Regions from separate parts of the Mus musculus genome. Here region 2 is linked to region 1. The links are chromatin contacts, called in public promoter capture Hi-C maps. All regions are on one chromosome and are shown on one strand. Each heading gives the region's core, a stretch centred on a gene start, on an enhancer-like site or on the middle of the called end of the contact. The rest is flanking DNA. Distances are from core to core; before and after follow the strand shown.

Region 1 (4,721 bases), core at 572-3,071:
GACAGGAGGATTGCTCACAGGTGTGAGGTCAGCCTGGGTTGCTATACAATGAGTTGCATGCCAGACTGTTACACTGACACTCTTTCTCAAAAAACAAATAGACAGCCAGATGTAGCTCAATACAGGGTGACAGGTGTCGCTCAATGGTACAACCTTGCCTAGCATGATTAAGGCACTGGGTTCCCCACAACCACACACAAGGCCAACCACACTGTTGGCTGCACCCACACTCAGTTTGAGAGCTGTGAGGAGAGCAATATCACGCTGTCATACGTTACTGTTTCATCAGAGATGCAATCTAGCATGCAGACCTCAGATGTTTACCACAAAGGTCATATACTTTGCTGTACTGTAAGGCTGCATATACTTTGGGTCTGGGTTCCTCCTGGTTTAATTTCCTACTGATCTTTCCTCTTGCTCTCCGTTCTCTAGCCCACACTTTTCCTTTGTCTGTTTTTACTCCAACTATCTCCTTAAGTGTAGGGCTCTTCATTATCTTTCCTTAAAAGGCACACACACCCTGATGCCACAACTTACTGCATTACCTCAATGTGATTCTCTACCTAATTATCACTTACTTCTACCGCATTCTCCCAATAAACCTTCCTTTCTTAAAAGATATTTTATTTACATTTCAAAGGTTATTCCCTTTCCTAGTTTCCCCTCCGAAAATCCCCTACCCCCTCCCCCTGCTCCCCAGCCCACCCACTCCCATTCCTGGCATTCCACTCCAGGCATTCCCTTATACTGGGGCATAGAACCTTCACAGGATCTAGGGCCTCTCCTCCCATTGATGACCGACTAGGCCATTGTCTGCTACATATAAACCTTTCTAAAAGAACCTGTCTCCACTAACTTACTTTGCGTTATCCTCATCGTTATCACCATTGCCAGCATCCGGCTATGACCTCCCTGTAAAACTCAAGTTGGTCTCAAGCTCCCGAACCAACCTCCCCACTAGCTGAGTGTTCACAGCTGCCTCGTTGCTTTTACAGCACTTAACAGTACTTAAACATTATATTATACAGTTTATGGTACAAGTCTCTGAATCCCATTGCTAAGTAAGGACCTTGAGGGTGTAGAACATTGTTCCCCTTCATTGCTCTGTCCGGGACTGTATTTGGCACATGACAATTTCTTCAAAATCACTTGAACTACTTAATGGCTTTCAAAAGGGAGAACTGGGGAAGCAACCCTCATTTTATTATCACTCCTGCTGACCTTTTAAAAGCACTTTCTCAGGCCTGGATAATGGCTCAGGAAGGAGTGTGAGTCTGGTAACCCGAGTTTGATCCTTACAGAAGGAGCAAGGGAGCGACAGTAGAATCTGTCCGTTTGGGGGTCACATGCATACAGGTTTTTTTCGTTTGTTATGTTGTTTCCCCATACGACACTGCCGTGTGTGTTTCAAAGTGAGAACGGAGATGGCTGCTAGAAGTTCCCGCGGGTTGGTAAAAGAGCTGACGGCTTCAGGCTTTCCAGGCACGCGGCCACGGCCAGAAATGGGACGGTAATTAGCATTAAAGCCCCGCGCGTGCACAAGTGACTCGGAGGGTGCGCCTTGGGTTAGAGAGGACAAAGAAGCCCCACTTTTTAGAGGTTTGGAGCTCGCGCAGAGACACAGCAAGCAGGACAAGACGATATGTGCGCTCCTAGGGCAAGGGCTGCCGGAGGCGAGCACGCCAGGATCCAAGCGTGCGCTGGCGCGGAAGCGCGCATGCTCACTGTGCCCGGGGACGTCACGGGCTTCTGGGACACTGAGACGTTCTCGCGATAGGTTAGTGGCTCTCCGGAAGTGGCTCCGCGGAAGAAGCGTGGCCGCTTCCCCGGTCCTTCCTAATGCGGCGAGCTGAGCTGCCGGCACCATGCAGTCGGACGACGTGAGTTTTCCTCCTCTCGCCTTGGCACCACTGGGTTTTGCGCGGCATTTCGCTCATTTAGGATTCAGTCCCGCACGCTCAGACGGCCCGTTTGTCTCCGCTTCTCCCGGATGGCGAGACTTGCAGAGCCCCGATTTCCGATAGTGGCTTCCCACGCGCGTGTAGAAGGCCAGGCCACCCCAGCCCCAGCCCGCCGGGTGGGCTTCCTTAGTCCCTAGTGCTTGGCAGTGAAGCCCTTTGTGCCAGCTGCCATCTGAACGGCAGTTGTCTCGGGGTGGCAAGGCGGGAGAGATGCGATGTTTAAAATCCGTGCTTAGGGAACTCCTCCATGAGCGCTACCTCTCCAGTGTTAGGCTTTTTATTTTGCTCTGCAGCCTGCCCGAGGCGTAGTTTCGGAAGTAAGACTTCGTTTGTCTGTTCACAGAGTTGTAAGTACATAGCCAGTATCCAACTGGTGTAGGTTCAGTGTGATGATTGGTTGTTAACAGTCGGGCAAAAGACATTTAAAAAAAACCAAAAAAACCTCTGCTCTCATGAGCACTCTGGGGATGGAGAATAACGGTACTATGAAAGAGGAGTAATGGAGAAAGAGCGGTAGATCAGTCACATTGGGCTAAAAACCCCAGAATTGGGACTGAGGCAGCCACTGAAGAGCCGTAGGAATAGTAAAGGTACAAAGATGAGAGATAGGGAAGGACTTGTTACAGGAATCCAGAGGATGAGGGGGAGACTGGATTTGATAGGCTTGCCCGGACAAGGTCAGGGAGAACCTTGAAGGAAATGGTTTCCAGGTCTTTTTTAGTGGGAACTAGGGAGAACTGTTGTATTTTTTTTTTTTTTTAATTTAAGAAGAGCGTGAAAATGAGAGTTGCACTGGGGTATGTTTACCATCGGGATCCTTTTAGAGATGCTAAGTGGGCAGCTGGGCGCACAGACAAATCCGGTGCCCAGGAAAGAGGTGTGACCAAATGATGTGTAAGAGGTCTGACCACGAAGCTGAATAATACACCCACTCCACTTCTCGTTTCCTACAATCCTTACCCCTGTGTGTTTTATTCTTTGGCCCTTCGTTCTTCCCCCCTTTAACTGCTCTAGGGTCCTTCTTGGCTCTTCAGTGCAGTCCATCTAGAGACCTTTATGCTCACACACACACCCCCATATGTGGCTTTAGTGATTGCAACTTGATGCACCGTTTTTATATACTATGCACTTCACCAGGTTCCGGGATGTAAGGACCGTAGGATTGTTCTCATCCAGCAAACGCCAGGGTTTGTGTTTGGAGACGGCAGTGCCTTTACTTTAGAGTGCAGAACACATTAGAGAGACAAGGTAGAAGGTAATAAGGTTGTGATGATGGTGTGTATATCTAAGTATCTAGTGCTGTGCAGAATTGGACAATGGATAATGAACACATGTAAAAAAAGTTACAATGTAAATGTGATAGGGCTCATTTTGTTCACACTATACATAAGGGCATACTACAGATGCTAGAATGTATGTATGTATTGAAAATAATTCTGGGGAAGTAGTTACTAACTATAAATGAACTTCTGTTGCTGAGTAATAGGGTATGGTCGTATCTGCATTTAGGTTTTTCTTGCGACTTTGTTGTTGTTTATAAGAATATATGTATTCATGTTAGGGGACGAGCGAGGCCTATTAAAAGATAGCTCTATCTTTTCATTCCCTAAAGACCCTTTCCTCACTGTGACACCCAGCAATGTGCTCTGACATGGTCCTCATCATCTTGTGTGTTTGTGCTTTGGTGGTGGTGTTGCTGGAGCCTACAGTGAGGGCAAGGATTGAGCCATGGAGCACCAGCTGCAGGCCAGAGAGCACGGCCTCTTTTTATATTAAACAGCATCTTTGGGGCCAGAGCAAAAGGGCTTTCTTTCTGTCTTGCAGGTAATCTGGAATACACTAGGAAACAAGCAGTTTTGTTCTTTCAAAATAAGGTGAGTAGATTGCAGCCTAGACTAAAATGTGTTCGGCCGCCCGCTTGGTTGTAAACATTTCTTTCCTTGCATCCTAGAACCAAGACTCAGGGCTTCTGCAGAAATGAATACAGTCTGACTGGTCTGTGCAATCGGTCGTCCTGTCCTCTGGCAAATAGTCAGTATGCTACCATTAAAGAAGAGAAAGGTACGGGAGCTACACGACAATTTATAAACGGATGTCCCCAGCCTCTGTAAATAACAATAATAAAGCTGTCTAACTTCTCTTCAGGGCAGTGCTACCTGTACATGAAGGTTATAGAGCGAGCAGCTTTTCCCAGGCGTCTCTGGGAACGGGTAAGATTCAGTGAGAAAACTCTAGTGACCATTGGGCAAAAGCAAAATTGCCATGTAGGCCATCTCTGCACTTGAAAGCCACCCTCATAGATACCGGGCTGACAGTGAAGGCCTAACTTGATTTGCCCTTCCTCCTCATGTTTCCCTTTCTGTTCCACAGGTCCGGCTTAGTAAAAACTATGAAAAAGCACTGGAACAAATAGATGAAAATCTGATCTATTGGCCCCGCTTTATCAGACACAAATGTAAGCAGAGGTTTACCAAGATAACCCAGTACCTGATTCGAATCAGAAAACTTACACTGAAGCGACAGTAAGGACCAACTTGTTCATTTTTGATTGTTTTTGTTTTGTTGTTGTTTTGGGTTTTTGTTGTTGTTGTTTTGGGTTTTGATTGGGGGGCGGTGTTGTTTGTTTGTTTGTTTGTTTTTAATTTTTCGAGACAGGGTTTCTCTATATCCCTGGCTGTCCTGGAACTCACTCTGTAGACCAGGCTGGCCTTGAACTCAGAAATCCACCTGCCTCCACTTCCTAAGCACTGGGATTAAAGG
Region 2 (4,721 bases), core at 760-3,259, 2.5 Mb before region 1:
GCTGCTAGTTTTGGAAATCAAGCCCCACTCCTTGAGTATGACAACAGACACCTCATTGACTTGGAAAGAATAAAATACAACCATCAAAGCTGGAGACACCAGGGCTAAGGAGACCACGCTCAGTCCTTTCTCCCGCCATTCCTTCTTCTCCCTTTTCTCGCTGGTGTGTAAATTAGGTGTGGTAGCACAGGCCTTGAGCCCACCAGACACGTTGGCACCTGGCCCGCCTGTAATACTACCAAGTGGGAGGTGGAGGATGGAAGATCATAAGATAAAGGCCAGCATCAACTGGCCAGCCTGGGCAACTGTCTATCTCAAAAAAAAGAGAAACATTTTAATGTAAAAATATTCTGAAGAGATGGCTCATAACCACCAGTAACTGTGGTTCCTGGGATACCCGGCACCTGTGATTACTGTAGGCACCTGCACTCATACATTTAAAAACGATAAAAATAAATACTTAAAATGTAAAACCCAGGCAACTCATTTTCAAGCCCCCCCTCCGCCCCCAGCTATAGGAAGCTACTTCTTTGCTTCTGAACAAACTTGCTTGTTTGCCCTTCAAAAACAATATTGTTCCCAATCACAAAAGAAGTCATTAGATAGGCACTCACTGATAAGTGGATATTAGCCCAGAAACTTAGAATACCCAAGATAGCCAAGATACAATTTGCAAAACACATGAAACTCAAGAAGGAAAACCAACGTGTGGATACTTCATTCCTCCTTAGAATAGGGAAAATACCCATGAAAGGAGTTACAGAGAAAAAGTTTGGGGCTAAGAAGAAAGGATGGACTATCCAGAGACTGCCCCACCCAGGGATCCATCCCATAATCAGCCACCAAACCCAGATACTATTGCATATGCCAGAAAGATTTTGCTGAAGGGACCCTGATATAGCTGTCTCCTGTGAGGCTATGCTAAACACAGAAGTGGATGCTCACAGTCAGCTATTGGATGGATCACAGGGCCCCCAATGCAGGAGCTAGAGAAAGTAACCAAGGAGCTAAAGGGATCTGCAACCCTATAGGTGGAACAACAATATGAACTAACCAGTACCCTGGAGCTCCTGTCTCTAGCTGCATATGTAGCAGAAGATGGCCTAGTCGGCCATCACTGGGAAGAGGCCCCTTGGTCTTGCAAACTTTATATGCCCCAGTACAAGGGAACGCCAGAGCCGGGAAATGGGAGTGGGTGGCTAGAGGAGCAGGGTGGGGGGAGGGTATAGGAGACTTTCGGGATAGCATTTGAAATGTAAATAAAGAAAATATCTAATAAAAAATTGGAAAAAAATCACGAGTCTCAGCAGGGAGCATCTCCACCTGCTGAGCCATTTTGCAGGCCTGGTCCTGTTTTGTGATGATCTCATCCCTAGATGCAGTCAGAAAGCCTGGCTTACTGAACTTTCGACATCTAGGAAATTCCATGTTAGAGGTGGCAAAATCATCTCAAATTCAAACAAACAAACAAACAAAAACTATTGTTTGGTTTTCATTTTTCAAGACAGGGGTTCTCTGTATAGCCTTGGCTATCCTGGAACTAGCTCTGTAGACCAGAATGGCCTTCAACTTACAGAGATCCTCCTGCCTCTGCCTCCCGAGTGCTGGGATTAAAGGTGTGTGCCACCATTACCCAGCTAATAACATTCTTTTTACAAATAAAAATATAGTAGGACCACTTAAAAAAAAAGCCAATCAACAAGGCGAATGACCAAAGTTAAATAATATTTTATTACCAACTCCAACAAGGCTCTCTCTTTACAACCACTTATTCAGTGAACAGTTAAGGGAACAGGCTGGTCTCATTTTATGAAGTCCTACATTCACAGAGCAGATGAGAGCCAATGCTCTGTTTTTTAAGGGGAACCCATGAGAACTAAAGGAAGTGAACTTCCTTTAGCCTGGGCTGTTAGAAATCTACATTGGGAAATTAAAAGCACATTCTGTGGACAGTGCGCTCGCTATGATTAGCATGTTGCTAAGTCACTGTTTGCTCACTGGGCGAGCCATAATCTAGGGAACAACCCTTTCCCAGGCCTGCCCTGTGGCTTTCTCCCGCAGCGCTGTACAGCCCAGTTCCCAGTAAATTAGAAACAAAGAAAGCTTTGCCAGTCACTCAGTCAACCCTTACCACACAAAGGCTTGCTGGGGAGATGTGCTGAATCCCACAAGAACTGGGCTCCACCTAATCCCAGAACCAGTACACGCAGCAAGCACTGGAGCTGGGGACCCTACAGAGCAAGGGAGCAGAAGCCAGAGGGTTCCCCCCTCAGCTCCTCCAAGGTCTGCCTGGAGGGAGGACTGAAGCTCCCAGGGGCTCTGATTCAGCCTGCCTTTGGGTGAGTTTCACACTGGTTTGTACTTTTGAGAACTTAATTCAAAGATCACACTCAAAGTGTTTCTTCTGCACTGCCCTGGGCAATAGGGGGTTCTCTTTAATTCTGGGGGAAAAGAGATAATACAATGCAAAACTCTACCAACCACGGGTTGTTTTTCTTTACTTGGTTTTCGACTGGTTCTGAAAACTCTGGAGGAACTCCAATGGACGCACACTATTGGGTCTGCGAATGCCTTTCTCTGTGGCTCGATTTAGCAGCGGTTCTTGATGCTACAGTTTTCAGTCCAGTGCTGGGCAAGCCCATCTCCTACCTGGCTTCTTAACACCTGACTCAACATCGAAGTCTTAAAGGAACAGATTCTATTAAAAAAAAAAAATAAAAAGTGGGCGGCTGGTGAGGTTGGATCAGCGGTTGGGAGCACTGACTGCTCTTCTGAAGGTCCCAAGTTCAAATCCCAGCAACCACATGGTGGCTCACAACCATCTGTACAGCTACAGTGTACTCATATACATAGAATAAATAAATAAATAAATCATCAGAAAACTCAAATAAAAAGTGGAGGGGCTGGTGAGATGGCTCAGTGGGTAAGAGCACTCACTGTTCTTCCAAAGGTCCTGAGTTCAAATCCCAGCAGCCACATGGTGGCTCACAACCACCCGTGATGAGATCTGACACCCTCTTCTGGTGTGTCTGATGTCTGCTACAGTAAACTTATATATAATAATAAATAAATATTTTTTAAAAATAATAAAATAAAATAAAAAGTGGAGCCAGAATGGAGGAAAATGAGTCATTCCAACACTGGAGAGGCTACGGCAGAAAGATGGCAAAATTGAAGACAGCCTGGACCACAGAGTAAGAAAGACCCTGTCTCAAAACAAAACAAAAGGAGAAAACGATGCAAGGTTATCCCTAGCTACAGAGTTCAAGGTCAACTAGAAACATGTGAGACACGGACATACACAAACTTTTCTTTAATTTTTAAAAATCGCTAAGAAAGAAAACTGAGCTTTTAGACACATACCAATCATGTTAGTCCAAGCAGTCATAACAAAACACCAGACTGGAGAATTTACTTGACCCACGTTTCTCAGTCTAGAGGCTGGGAAATCTGGCATCCAAGTGCTGACACGGGAAAGAAAGCCCTGGTCTTGGGGCTGGGAAGATGGCTCAGCGGTTAAGAGCACTGGCTGTTCTTCCAAAGGACCTGGGTTCAATTCCCAGCAACTACATGGCAGCTGGCAACTGTCTGTAACTCCAATGCCAGGGGCTCTGACACCCTCAGACACAAAGACAGATATGCAGGCAAAACATCAATGCACATAAAAATTAATAAGTAAAATTAACAAAACAAAAAACCCTGGTCTCCCTCATCACTCTCATGTCGTCACCTAACCTCAGCATCTCCAAATAGCAGCACACTGGGGATAGGGTACCAACATCATGGTACCAACTCACTCATTTTGGCCACATGTACCTCTGAGGGGAGGGTCTTTCTACCCTATCACTGGAGTAAAGTCTTGGGGAAGGAGATGACCCAGAAGTAGGAAGAAAAAAAAGCAAACAGTCGTGAGGTAGACATCCTTAAGAGATGTACTGGGCTGCTTTCTTCAGAAGTGCACCACCATGAAACTGGAAGGCACAAACAGTTTGACAAAGCTCCCTGCCGCCTTGGTCCAACCCTTCAGGGCTTCACTGGACCCCTTCTCAAGCCTTCCTAGTCCTTATTCCAACAACAGCCCCGCACTGCATCTGACTCACTCACAAAAACGTGGTGCCAGCCGGGCGTGGTGGCGCACACCTCCCAGCACTCGGGAGTCAGAGGTAGGCGGATTTCTGAGTTCGAGGCCAGCCTGGTCTACAGAGTGAGTTCCAGGACAGCCAGGACTACACAGAGAAACCCTGTCTCAAAAAACCTAAAAAAAAAAAAAAAAAAAATGGGTGCCACTTTTGAAAATGACATCGGTACGGTTTTACTCCAGAAACCCTAAATCAGGCGCTCTGGGGTGAAGACTCGTGAGGGAGAGCCCTAGTTAAGAATGTTAGGGCTTGGGCTGGAGAGGTGGCTCGGTGGTGAAGAGCACCCTGACTGCTTGTCCTGAGTTCAATTCCCAGCAACCACATGGTGGCTCACAATCATCTATAATGGGATCCAATGCCCACTCTTCTGGTGTGTCTGAAGACAGCTACAGTGTACTCATATACATAAAAATAAATAAATAAATAAATAAATAAATAAATAAATAAATAAATAAATAAATAGGGAAGAAAAAAAAAGAGTGTTATGGCTTGCTGTATGTTTCTGTTTTGGGGGTTCCCAGGGTCTCACGAATGTCAGGCAAGCGTGCTACCGCTAGGCTACCACCTCAGCTCTCGTGAGTT

What was found. Promoter capture Hi-C pulls out the DNA fragments that hold promoters and counts their contacts.
Region 2: a promoter capture Hi-C map of embryonic stem cells shows a contact between it and region 1, with 5 times the contacts expected there. The contact joins the enhancer-like site here to the promoter of Mak16 in region 1. A contact is called at or near these places in 7 of 39 promoter capture datasets (cranial neural crest, embryonic stem cells, frontonasal cranial neural crest and 4 more), 5 of 115 datasets of contacts at active chromatin or transcription factors (astrocytes, embryonic stem cells, large pre-B cells and 1 more) and 2 of 9 other capture datasets (adipose tissue and embryonic stem cells).

The regions. Positions count from the first base shown.
Region 1 is chr8:31,165,824-31,170,544 of GRCm38.p6, reverse strand. Mak16 (MAK16 homolog) reads left to right here and starts at 1,821. Exons shown (of 10, transcript NM_026453.3): 1 at 1,821-1,880; 2 at 3,786-3,835; 3 at 3,913-4,022; 4 at 4,107-4,171; 5 at 4,332-4,483. The coding sequence starts at 1,866.
Region 2 is chr8:33,658,004-33,662,724 of GRCm38.p6, reverse strand. All of the region lies in intron 1 of Gsr (glutathione reductase), which reads right to left. Among named protein-coding and RNA genes, the nearest start is that of Gsr, 7.1 kb to the right of the region's middle. Within about 2 kb of position 2,009, at least 169 of the 459 cell types and tissues checked have an H3K27ac peak or open chromatin away from gene starts, as enhancers often do. A contact at or near this core is called in adipose tissue, astrocytes, embryonic stem cells and 2 more, where this site is marked.